Linked DNA regions of Mus musculus: all the other regions are linked to region 4. Evidence: chromatin contacts called from public HiChIP or PLAC-seq and promoter capture Hi-C data. All regions are on one chromosome and are shown on one strand. Each heading gives the region's core, a stretch centred on a gene start, on an enhancer-like site or on the middle of the called end of the contact. The rest is flanking DNA. Distances are from core to core; before and after follow the strand shown.

Evidence for each region. Promoter capture Hi-C pulls out the DNA fragments that hold promoters and counts their contacts. HiChIP or PLAC-seq counts read pairs in DNA pulled down with a chosen protein or histone mark.
Region 1: a promoter capture Hi-C map of pre-B cells shows a contact between it and region 4, with 3 times the contacts expected there. The contact joins the enhancer-like site here to the promoter of 2410004B18Rik in region 4. A contact is called at or near these places in 3 of 39 promoter capture datasets (the C10 cell line, hippocampal neurons and pre-B cells), 1 of 484 Hi-C or Micro-C datasets (large pre-B cells) and 3 of 115 datasets of contacts at active chromatin or transcription factors (the 230-238 cell line, bone marrow-derived macrophages and large pre-B cells).
Region 2: a contact with region 4 is called in a promoter capture Hi-C map of hippocampal neurons, with 3 times the contacts expected there. The contact joins the enhancer-like site here to the promoter of 2410004B18Rik in region 4. A contact is called at or near these places in 4 of 39 promoter capture datasets (the 3T3-L1 cell line, the C10 cell line, hippocampal neurons and 1 more), 23 of 484 Hi-C or Micro-C datasets (the Ba/F3 cell line, the C10 cell line, the C2C12 cell line and 16 more), 3 of 115 datasets of contacts at active chromatin or transcription factors (bone marrow-derived macrophages, memory CD8 T cells and pancreatic cancer cells) and 2 of 9 other capture datasets (adipose tissue and liver).
Region 3: a contact with region 4 is called in an H3K4me3 HiChIP or PLAC-seq map of embryonic stem cells, with 15 read pairs. The contact joins the promoter of Lpar3 here to the promoter of 2410004B18Rik in region 4. A contact is called at or near these places in 12 of 39 promoter capture datasets (the 3T3-L1 cell line, 3T3-L1-derived adipocytes, the C10 cell line and 7 more), 5 of 115 datasets of contacts at active chromatin or transcription factors (embryonic stem cells, large pre-B cells, pancreatic cancer cells and 1 more) and 3 of 9 other capture datasets (adipose tissue, embryonic stem cells and liver).

Annotation. Positions count from the first base shown.
Region 1 is chr3:146,255,832-146,258,531 of GRCm38.p6, forward strand. The region is part of intron 2 of Lpar3 (lysophosphatidic acid receptor 3); the gene reads left to right. Among named protein-coding and RNA genes, the nearest start is that of Lpar3, 36 kb to the left of the region's middle. Within about 2 kb of position 1,445, at least 49 of the 459 cell types and tissues checked have an H3K27ac peak or open chromatin away from gene starts, as enhancers often do. A contact at or near this core is called in the 230-238 cell line and pre-B cells, where this site is marked.
Region 2 is chr3:146,336,777-146,339,476 of GRCm38.p6, forward strand. No RefSeq gene overlaps it. Among named protein-coding and RNA genes, the nearest start is that of Gm40167, 8.3 kb to the right of the region's middle. Within about 2 kb of position 1,390, at least 40 of the 459 cell types and tissues checked have an H3K27ac peak or open chromatin away from gene starts, as enhancers often do. A contact at or near this core is called in cerebral cortex and hippocampal neurons, where this site is marked.
Region 3 is chr3:146,219,639-146,222,338 of GRCm38.p6, forward strand. Lpar3 (lysophosphatidic acid receptor 3) reads left to right here and starts at 1,323. Exons shown (of 3, transcript NM_022983.4): 1 at 1,323-1,509.
Region 4 is chr3:145,936,578-145,939,277 of GRCm38.p6, forward strand. 2410004B18Rik (RIKEN cDNA 2410004B18 gene) reads left to right here and starts at 1,437. Exons shown (of 3, transcript NM_025555.5): 1 at 1,437-1,751; 2 at 2,321-2,519. The coding sequence starts at 1,482.

The DNA of each region.
Region 1 (2,700 bases), core at 195-2,694, 320 kb after region 4:
GTTCAGAGAACATGGAGGAACCAGGGTACTTGAGCAAAGATGGCCTCTGAAACGATGTAACAACAATGAATGGGAAAAAAAAAGAGGCCACAAATCTGAAGGCAAACAAAGAGAGTTTGGAAGGCAGAAAGGGAGGAAGGCAGTGATCATCTTATCATCTCAAAAAAGTAGAAGCTTTAAGTGAGAGTCTCATCAGTATATTGTGGAATGAATACAAATGAGAAACTTAATAGGCCAGGGTCTAATAGCTGTAGTAACAACACCAGGGGAGTAGGCTACACTTGAGTATTGTGTGAGAGAGACCTCGTTCTTGTACAGTCCTTGAGAGCATATCGAATATTCTAGATCTCCTGAATATAGCAGTTTGGGGAAGAGTAGACCATGACACCCTTTCATGAAGAAAAGTTGGATGCTAAGATCATAACATATATTTACTTCTCATAGTTGATAAAAGTCCACCAGTGTCTCTGGGCTCGATTGAGTTTCCTGGAGAGTTCCCTGACCATTTTCTCAAGATGGGTGCGTAGACACGGAGGGGAAACTGACTTCCTGGGCAGCTAGGGCATCTAACATGGAAGACCAGGAAAGGTCAGGAGGTAATAGCAAGGCCTGCACTCATTTGGTGGTGGTGGTGGTGGGAGTTCATCAAAAAGAGGCTGTGCACACCCAGGTGGACACTGTTGGCTCCCCCTGCTGTGGCTGTGTGTAAGCTCTGGAAAGGCTACGCTTGGGAGTAGACTGTGTTTGATCCAGTGAAGGTGAGGTGGCTGACTGGGCAGACATCTCAAGGCTTAGGCTGCTGTTCAAAGCGATGCAGGGAAGTCTACAGAGAGCACAGCATGAAACTGTAGCCCAGAGATGGTATGGCAGGAGAGTGTGGGCCCTCGAATGTGCTTCAGAAAGCAGAGGACAGCAATGCTGCTTCCTATGTGGCACTGGCTTAGGTGCACTCAGGGGTCAACGGTCAGGGTCAGGAAGAGTGGCTCCTTCCTCTAGAGAGCCAGTGAGTCCCAGAAAGGGGTCAGGACAGTCCCAGCCCCAGAGATCTTGGGGTAATAGTCAACTTGCTGTGAAAAACTTGATTAGTGATGCTGGCTGGCTTAGGCCGATGCCCAACTGAGGCCTGTGGGTCATCAGGTCTCTCCTGATCAATAGGTGACTTACTTCCTGTGCATGCTGGTGGGCTCTGATGGGTTTGGGTTTGGAGAGTTATTCAAGATAGACAATTCCCTGTAGAAATGTCGCTTTAGGAGGTAGTGTGGCCTTTGTCTCAAGAGGCATTTTTAGCTTATGCATGAGTTCTGTGTCATTTCCTGCATGCACACACACACACACACACACACACACACACACACACACACACAAAATGTATACATAGGCACCCACACATGTGTGAAAGCACACTAACAAAATAGTGGTTTAGAAACAGAGAAAGCGAAGTCCCCTCCTCCCTAGAGATCCATTCTTGTAGAACCCCAAGGAATACCCTCCAGCCCTGATCTCTAGAAGAATAAACTACAAGGCACCCACACACAATTTTCCAAATAGCTGATTGAAGTGGCTTTCACTTTAAAATATATTGCTTTCGCCTGTTATTAATTTTTTATAATATTTTGTCATTGTCTCACTCTTTTAGTTATTAGGAATAAATGGCTGTGTTAGGCTGAAATTAGCCAGTGTGAATTTGTACCCAGTCTCTTCTGCACCAACACAAACAACCCTTGTGCAGGTGATGAGTGCAGTTTAATGGTGTGGTCTGGAGGAGAAAGCAGCATTACTCAAGCTGTAAGTCCCGGGGGACTCCTCGATGACGTCATCCACTGACCCGCAACCCATACATCCTGTATTACTGCACTCCTGAGGCTGTGTGAAGGGAGACAGCCTGCAAACATCTGAGAGAATGGAGAAAGTCATAAAAGCAGAGATAACTTTGTAAACCAGAGGCAAGAAAGGCCTTCCAAAATTAACCCAGTGGCAGACTTTACTAGCTTTAAATGGCATGTCACCACATCCTGGATGTTTGAATTGGGAGAGGGAGCAACCACCACAGCATTAAAAAAAAAAAAAAAAGTCCGGTTGTGCAGTTCTGTGCGCTTCCGTGACCCTCGGTGGGGACTGGAGTGGTTGAGGAAATGCAAATGAGGCTGGGCATTTGTAATCTTTACTAAGAGAGCGTGACCCCGGTGGCAGGGGCATCTTTAAGACACCTTAGCTAATTCTTAGGACACTTTGGGGAGTCTCCTTGGCAATGTTAGAGACCTCCTATAATTTCTGTTTTATTAGCATTTTTAGTGGCACATAATAAGGTTCTGCTGTGACATTTTTGTACTCCCATGATGTATTTCAATCATATCCAGCCTACTTCACCACCATCATTGTCTGTGTCCCATGGACGCACATGTCTTTGGAATTTTATTGAACTGTTAATACCAGAGTAAAATGAACTGCCGAGCTGGAACTCACGGTGCCATTTAGACACAGGCTCCCTGGCTTTAGTGGGAGTAACTCTTTGGGGTGTGGTGTGTGAACTGGCTGAGCGTGTTCTCCAGTGCCTGCATTTATATACATTCCGTATGCAACAATAGCGCTGTGGTAACAACAATTTCAGACGCTCCCAGGCCTTTCACAGGTTGGTGAACTCAATACTCCCTAGGTTTCCTCTAATAAAGCGTGTTGTGTCAGGGCCTATGTTCTTCTTGT
Region 2 (2,700 bases), core at 140-2,639, 400 kb after region 4:
GTGTATGTGTGTGTACACATATGTACATGTGTCTACCTGTATGTATGTATGTGTCTATTTATGTATGTGAATGTATGACTCTATATGTTGTATATGTGTGTGTGTGTGTGTGTGTGTGTGTGTGTGTGTGTGTGTGTGTGTGTGATTCTGGACATGTGCATGCATATGGAGACTAGAAGTTAACACAAGTGTCTTTGTCAATCACGGTCTATCTTATTTTTGAGTCAAGGTCTCTCACTGAGCCTGGAGCTCATCGAGTCAGCTGTGCTGGCCTTTGAGCTCCTGGGCTCTGCCTGACATAGCCACCCAGCACTGGTTACAGGCACACACCACTATAACCAGCTACCCAGCCTTTATACGGGGGCTGAGGATCTGACCTTTGCCAACTGAGCCATTCCCCAGCCTCTGGGTTTCACTCCAATGTAAGTTCTATGGCTAGATTATTTTCAATTGTTTTTAAGCATGCACACATACATGTACACACACACACACACACACACACACACACCTAAAACACATCTTAAACTACAAAGAAGCTATCTAGCCCTAGAAACAGTCATCCGCTGAGTCTCTCACTCCCCAGCAGAAATCCTGGGGAACCTGAGATGTTCCCATGCCTCGGTATCTAGGAACGAATGGACGTCAGCGCAGTTGTGTTGCCTCCTGGGCGTCTTGGATCCCTTCACACTGAAAATGAGTGCCTTTCCAGAGGACACAGTGTGGCTGTACAAGGCAGGGTCAGCTGGCTGATGGTGGGGCAGACCTGAAGGGCTGTGATGACATTCTGACCCTGGTCCTAGCCCATCTACCCACATGCCTGTCATCTCCTCCCCTCCCTCCCCCCCTTGCTAATAGACTCAGTAGCCAGCAGGGAGGCTCACCCATCATTGCAGTCTTGGCAAGAAGCCTTTTGAGTGTCCAAAAACAGCTTTTAATTAATTTATTTTTTTTTAAACAGAGAAACACAATCGTTTCAGTGAAAAGCTTTCTACTAATTAAATAGGAAATGGGGCAATTTATTATTTATTATTATTTAGTGTTGGCGATTAAGTCCACTTAATCTATCTGCTGGCCAAGCCTGGTGCTCACACCCAGCACACTGAAAGAACAGTCAGGAGCTTGGAGCCCCTACGAGCACTGCCAGGAAGCTCTGCTCAGACTGCAGGGGAGGGAGTAGCAGCAGCCGTGTATTATTTATGTTCCCCTTTCAAAACAAACCCATCAAAGGAACAAAGCCTGTCTTCCGCTGGCTGCAGTGCACCCCAGCATACGGCTGTCACTCCCGACCCCTCAGCTGCGGACTGGAGTGGCTGTCCAGGTTGTGTGAGGGGACTGCCTGCAGCCATCTGCTGAGTGTCAGCTATTTCTTTCTGAGCTGAATTCTAACTGTAGAACAGGCTGTGGAGGGAGAGAGGGAGGGAGAGCAGGGAGAGGCAGGCAGAGAAAATGTGGCTCTCCCGACTGTCACTGTTTCTTACATGTCAACTTTGAGCCTGTTCTCTGGGAGAAGTGTGAGAACGGGGAAATCTGGGATGAAGAGAGGGGCAAGGAGCTGGGAAGAAAGTGAAGTCCTGCATGTACATTCCTGGTCACTGGTGATTGTTTGACAGTGCTGCACCGCATGCACGCTGAGCACACTCTCACACACACACACACACACACACACACACACACACACACCAAATACACATGAAAACTGTGTCAATGAAGGCACCCTTGGGGTCGTATGAAAGGTGTGTTTTCAGGAGTAATTGGGATTGCCAAGTGAATGCTTATTAAATGTGACACCCTCTTTTGCTTGGAAGTCATGAATGACAGATGTTTAGAATCTACTTGGGCCTTGTGGCATTAAGGTGGCCCTGGCTGTGGATTCAGCTTTGCCTCGTGCCTCTGTCATCTGTAGGAGGCACTCGTCAGCCTCACAGTATTGGACTAGAGGCTGTACCGCTCACTCGTGCATTCCTGTGTGAGCATGCACACACTCAGTTCCCGGAAGTAATTAAAAGTACTCGCAATGTAGAACGTATAAGGTCACGTGCTGTATGTTGTTGACACAAAATTGAATGGACCATGTCTAGGCACACTGATACCAGAAAGTGTCCAGCTACTCACTCATATGAGCATATTTTAATAGGCTAAGTAGGTCTTGGTTTTTTTTTTAAATCTTATTATAAGGTTATTTGCTGACTATTGTTGACTTCTAGTTCAAGCTACGGTCTTTAAATTCTAACTTAATTTAACTTAATGTAATTCAAATAAGTTCTCTAGATTAAATTTGTGCTCGGGACCACATTGTTCTGTGTGTACTCACAGTAGTAAGCATTGTAGACTCTATTTCATTTTTTGCTGACTCTATTATGTAATTCTGTCCATTTGTTCATGGTTTCATTGTAGTACAATTTAATGAGTGTATTTCAAGTGTCTTTTCTTTGACCTAGTCCTGGATAGTAAACTCCCCTTATGCTGATAGTCTGATAATGAAAGCATGTCACATGTGAGTCGCATGTGCAAGAAGAAACTTGAAACGTAATTGTCTTTAGAGATCATGGAACCTTCTGCACGTCCTTGTCCTCCTCAACCCTACGCTAAGAGTCATGGTTGCATCTCAGCACCCTCACCCTCACCCCCACCCTGTGTTAAACTGACTGTCAAGTTGACAGGAGCTAGAACCAGCAATGACACTAGGCTCTGAGTATGTGA
Region 3 (2,700 bases), core at 73-2,572, 280 kb after region 4:
CCAGAAATATAAGAGCACAAGGAGGCTGTTTGGTGAGTGTTTGTTTAAAAGGTTCTGAGTGACTCTCCAGCCAGTAGTCATCTTCGAGCTTGCCGTTTGAAGTACTGGTTTTCATTTGTTTTTACTAAGTGGTACTAATTTTAATTTGGTTTTACTTATAAAAATATCTGGAAAAGAAGTGGGACACCCCTGACCCAACAAGGGTTGAAAGAAGATAATCCTTAAATTTCATCTTAAGAGTCTGCGTGCATGTGTGTGTGCTTGTGTGTGTGTGTGTGTGTGTGTGCGCGCGCGCGCGCGCGGAACCCAGAAGTTAACTTCCGGTGTCTTCCTCAATTTCTTAACACCTGGTTTCTAGCAGAGCTTGGAGCTCATCCGTGGGCTAGACAGGCTGACCAGCAAAACCCAAGGATCGTCCTGTTTCCACCTTTCCAGCACAGGGCTTGTGGGTGGGTGAGGCAAGATGACTCGACTGAGGATCAAATTCAATCTGAGCTTATGCACTTGACCAACTAAGCCATCGGTGGTACAGAGATGGGTCCCATTGAATGCACATGATTGAACGGATGGTGAAGTACGTCCGAACCCACACTCTAGACGTTTCCCAAGTGCCCCGGGCTGCCTAAGAATGACTTCACTTCACAGGATCTTGTCCTCAGCTTACCTTCTAGCATGCAGGGACCCAGAATTTGGTTTTTAGGGCAGAGAAGCCTTTTACTCTTGCTTTCCTTTCCCCGGCCTTAAGCAAAGGTGGGTCAGTTTTGAAACAGCACCTTCAGGACTGTTGACTGCGGGAGGCCAAAATGACTCCCACGAGAAACTTAAGCAGGCTTTGTTCCCTCTTGTAACACAAAGGTGACCTGTTCTTGGCCTCTGGGGTTGCTTGAACTCTAGAGCAGCTTTGGGGTTCAGGCTTTAGGGTATCAGGTTTGGTCCTGGCTGAGAGCCTGCCTCCCGTAAGTAGTGTGGGGGTAGGGATATGCTTCCCAGCAGACACCTCAAATAGGTATCTTCCATCATAGAGAGAGTCAGAGGAATGAGTTTCAGTCTGGGCATCTTTCTGAGGTATGGCTCCCTGTGTAGGGCCTCTAGATGCTACTGTCCCCTTAGGGGACCTTAGGTAGTCTCTCAGAGCTGGCTGCCCCATAGGCACCAGGTCCCCAACCAAGGCAGAGCGCCTCCATGGACCGCTGGCCTTCTGCCGTGCCGATCCGAGCCTGGCCGGCGGGGGGCGCGCTCCCGTGGGAACTTGCAGAGGCACAGGCCGGGCGGGCTGGCGGGCGGGACCGGGCCGCCCTCCACCTCTCCACCCCCTCGTCCTAGCAAAGTTGCCCGGGACTCCCGGCGCGTCGCCGCGGACGCTGGAGAGCAGGCGCTTGGCTCTGCCTGCTCCGCGTCTTCCGCTGCTGGCTGGCCGGAGCCTGCTCGCCCCGTCGCGCTCCCCCGAGGGCATGCGACAGCGGCGGGACGCTCGGCTCCCGGGCTCGGCGGCGCGGGCGAGCGACAGCGGTGAGTGCGGTGCGCAGCGCGGGATGGGAGGTTCCCGGAGCCTCTGCGGGCCGGGGCTTTTTGGGGGGATTCTTTGGTTTCTAATCCATTTCTCCAAACTCCTGGGGCGGAACTTTCCTCGCGGTGTGTGGCGTACCCTGCGCTTTCCCACTTCGTGTTTTCCCTAGAGCAAAAAGCAATGCAGATGCAAAAGCCGGGCTGCTTCGGCTTCGGCTGGGGACTGACGGGCCGGGAGCAGGGGTGCCAGGCTCCATCGCGACGCGCTTTGCAGGGGCGCTTCTTTCCAAACTCTGGGAAGTTATATGGTGATGGGAAACGGGTTCTCCCCGGGATCCCTGGGAGGTGACATTTCCCACCTTGCAGTTAGTTTCACCGGTGTGGTGGTCTGTCTGTTGGTAAAATCTCGAGGCGAGTGCGTGCGTCTCAAGATTTGGGAAATAGTTACCATGACCAGCTCTGAACGCTATCAGGGTTGTGCGGGATGAGCCAAAGGTCTCCCATCTCCCACATCACGGGCCACAATAGTGCTTTGTTTTGTAGCAGTTTCTTCATTGCCTTCTCTGTGCAAGTTGCAGCTATCAGAAGCTGCTTAGAATTTTCTCAGGCTTGTGATTTAAGGACTGGCTGAATCTTGGAAACAATTTAGTTTTATTAATGGGATCATGGGCAGGGCCCTCCAAAGCACTTAGAGGTTAATTTGTAAATGGGATGATTTTCCCTAAATGTTTCATAATTTGCCCCTGCCATTGCACACTTTTCTCCTGCCCAACTCTTGGTCTTGGAATGTCACATTAGGCTCTTCAGGGCTCCTTCTTGTAATTTGTAAGTCTGAGGACAAAGTGAATGTTAGACCTAGACAGACTCCTTTTTGCAAGTGTGTGAAAGTTGAGTGCATGCCCAGCCTTCACTTAATGCCCCTCGATTGAATTGCTAAAGAGAGTTCTTGGGTTTGCTGTCTACCGATATTTGCTTATCCTGCTGCTAGTGAGGTTTGGGTCCAAAGATTTGAATCCAGTGGACAAGTGATTAGAATTTCCCTTCTTGCTCCCACCAGAAGGAACTCCATCAGAACAGCCTCGATACTGTTTGTTTAAGCAAACTGAGCCATTCTAAAAACCTCTAACCAACAAATACTGCCTGTTAGGTGGGATCTATACCTTGAGAACCTGTGACCCCGGACATCTAACCATG
Region 4 (2,700 bases), core at 187-2,686:
TGGTTGCTGGGAATTGAACTCAGGACCTCTGGAAGAGCAGTCAGTGCTCTTAACCCCTGAGCCATCTCTCCAGCTCTCAAGTTTAAATTTTTAATGCTAGAGATTCTTTACCCCATCTAAGAGCCTTCTGCCAGCCCAGCATCTTGATGCTACTCTAAAGTTTCCTGGACATCCTGGGGTTTCACTTGTCCATGTACCTTCCCTATGGTTTTTCCCCAAACTCATTATATAAACAAGCACGGCCACGGGTGTCGGAGCCTTGTACATTCACCCCATTTCCACCACGCGCTGAGATTACAAATACACACCACCATGCCCAGTTTATATGGGTGCTGGTACTGGAACCCAGTACCAGGCAGCGAGCTCTGCCTCCTGAGCTGCACTGATTTGGTTCATGTTTCCGGAGGGTAACCGGAAGCTCTGAATGAGGACTCCTCTGGACCGCTCCTCGCCCATCTTCCCTTGGTTGGACTTATGCTATATTTGCTGCAGTAAACTGTAGCTATATACACGTGGTTACTCAGCTTTCAGCGGGTTCTACAATTTTGTCACATTACCAGGCTGGAGGGTGCGTGAGGGGACCCTGAATTTGCTAATGATGTCAGATCTGAGGATGATTTGGGTAACCCAGGACTTTGTACTTTGGGAACAATTGTATCTCTGTCAAGTCTAGGTACTTGGACGGAAGGAAGTTTTTCTAGAAACACTCAGACCTATTATCTCAGAAATTACAACCCAGCAATATTCCTTGATGTACTCCAGGGACGGTCACCAAAATAAATACTAGGAATATAAACCTGAACAAGGCAGTCTAGCCCGTTCCATTACCAGACTTCGTATTTTTCTGTAGAATTTAGCAGATAAGAATCAGACCAAATGGCAAGTTATTAATGACTATGTCACCTCTGACCAGGCATTTTTAACTGGGATCTAAATATTTACAATGGTACCAACTTGGGGTGGGGGGCTGTAAAATTTCACCATTGACCTCTAGTTTGTGGCAATACTCCGGTCTCATCTTCTCAAGTGCTGGGGTTAGAAGTGTGCGCCCCCACCCCCTGCTTGCTTGTTCTTACTGTTTGGTAGACAACGTCTCCTGCACTGTATTAGCTGTTAAGAAAGGACTTACATGCACCTCGCTGGCCCTCAAATTTGCCTAGGATTATAGGTATGCATGTTTGGTTTTTCTCTGCTTTAAATTACAAGCCCAGAGTGTGACTGTGGCCACTGATTTCCCTCCGGGTATCCTAAGGCTCCCGCTGCTTTTTCCCAGAGATCCTTAAGAAAAAACAAATAAATAACTTGCTTGAGGGCTGTGGAATCCCCGCCTCCAGCATCCTTCCAATCTCCGCCCATGAGTAGGAGCGCGGCTCCGCCGCTAGGGGGCGCAAATGGATAACTCGCCAGCCTGGGGGGCGGGATCAGCCGTGGCTTCCGGCTTCCGGCTTCCGGCCGAGAGAGGGTGGGAACCCGCGGCCGTCATGGCAGCCGAAGAGAAGGACCCGTTGAGCTACTTCGCGGCTTACGGGAGCAGCAGCTCCGACTCGTCGGATGAGAACAGCGAGCCGGAAGACGCGGGTCGCAAGGAGGCGGCCTCGGCTCCGACGACGGGCGGCCGCGGGAAGCAGGCGGAGAAGCGGCTGCCCGGCCCGGACGAGCTGTTCCGCAGCGTGACCCGCCCGGCCTTCCTCTACAACCCGCTCAACAAGCAGATCGACTGGGAGCGGCATGTGGTGAAAGCGCCGGAGGAGGTGAGATCCCCGGCCCCGCGGCCGCCCCGGGGCCCGACGCCCGCTTGCCCCTCCGCCCGCTCGCCCACCCCCGGCTCGCACTCAGCCCGCGCCGCGCCGCGCGTCCCCACGGCCCCGGGAGCCCGGGGGGTGTCAGCCCGGGCCCGCCCCTCCGCGCTCGGGGGTCCCAGCCGGGCGACGACTAACGGTGGTGACTCCCCGCCCCCCGCTGCAGCTTCTCCCCGAGACCCCTTCCCTTTGACGCCGAAGTGCCTGCGCTGCTGCCTCCAAGACAGCGTCTCTGCTGCAGCCTCCTGAAGGGGTCAGCCTGGCCGTAGTATCTGGGACTGCATCCTCCTTTGGTAACTAAAAGTTATTAGCTTTATTTATCCAGGGAACCCTTTGACTTTTTCACCTAACAGTGTTGTGATGTTGATGGAAAAAAAAAAGTGTCTTTTAAGCCTAAAGGATTTTAAAAAAGAAAGAAAGAGGAAAGTCAGCCAGAATGATGAGCAGGGAGGTGCATGCGCTCGTATCCATCGCGGGAACCTCGGTTCGTCACAGGGTTTCTTAATGTGCTTACTCGACAGCCTCCAAAGGAGTTCAAGATCTGGAAGTCCAACTGCGTGCCGCCCCCAGAGACCTACACTACTGAGAAGAAGCCGCCGCCGCCAGAGCTGGACATGGCGATCAAATGGTCGAATATCTATGAAGACAATGGAGACGATGCCCCACAGAACGCCAAGAAAGCCAGGCTTCTGCCTGAAGGGGAGGAGACAGTGGAATCAGGTAAGAGAGAGGAGTGTTGTTGTTTAAGATTTCAGCACTCAGAAAGAAGAAAATCCTTCCGGACAAGGTTTACAGCCTAGTGAGTTGGAAGGCTTGCCCAGAAATTGTCTTTGGATGCTAACGGTCTTTCGATCGTTCGGGTTTTTTGTTTTGTTTTGGGGGGAGACAAGGTCTATGTAAC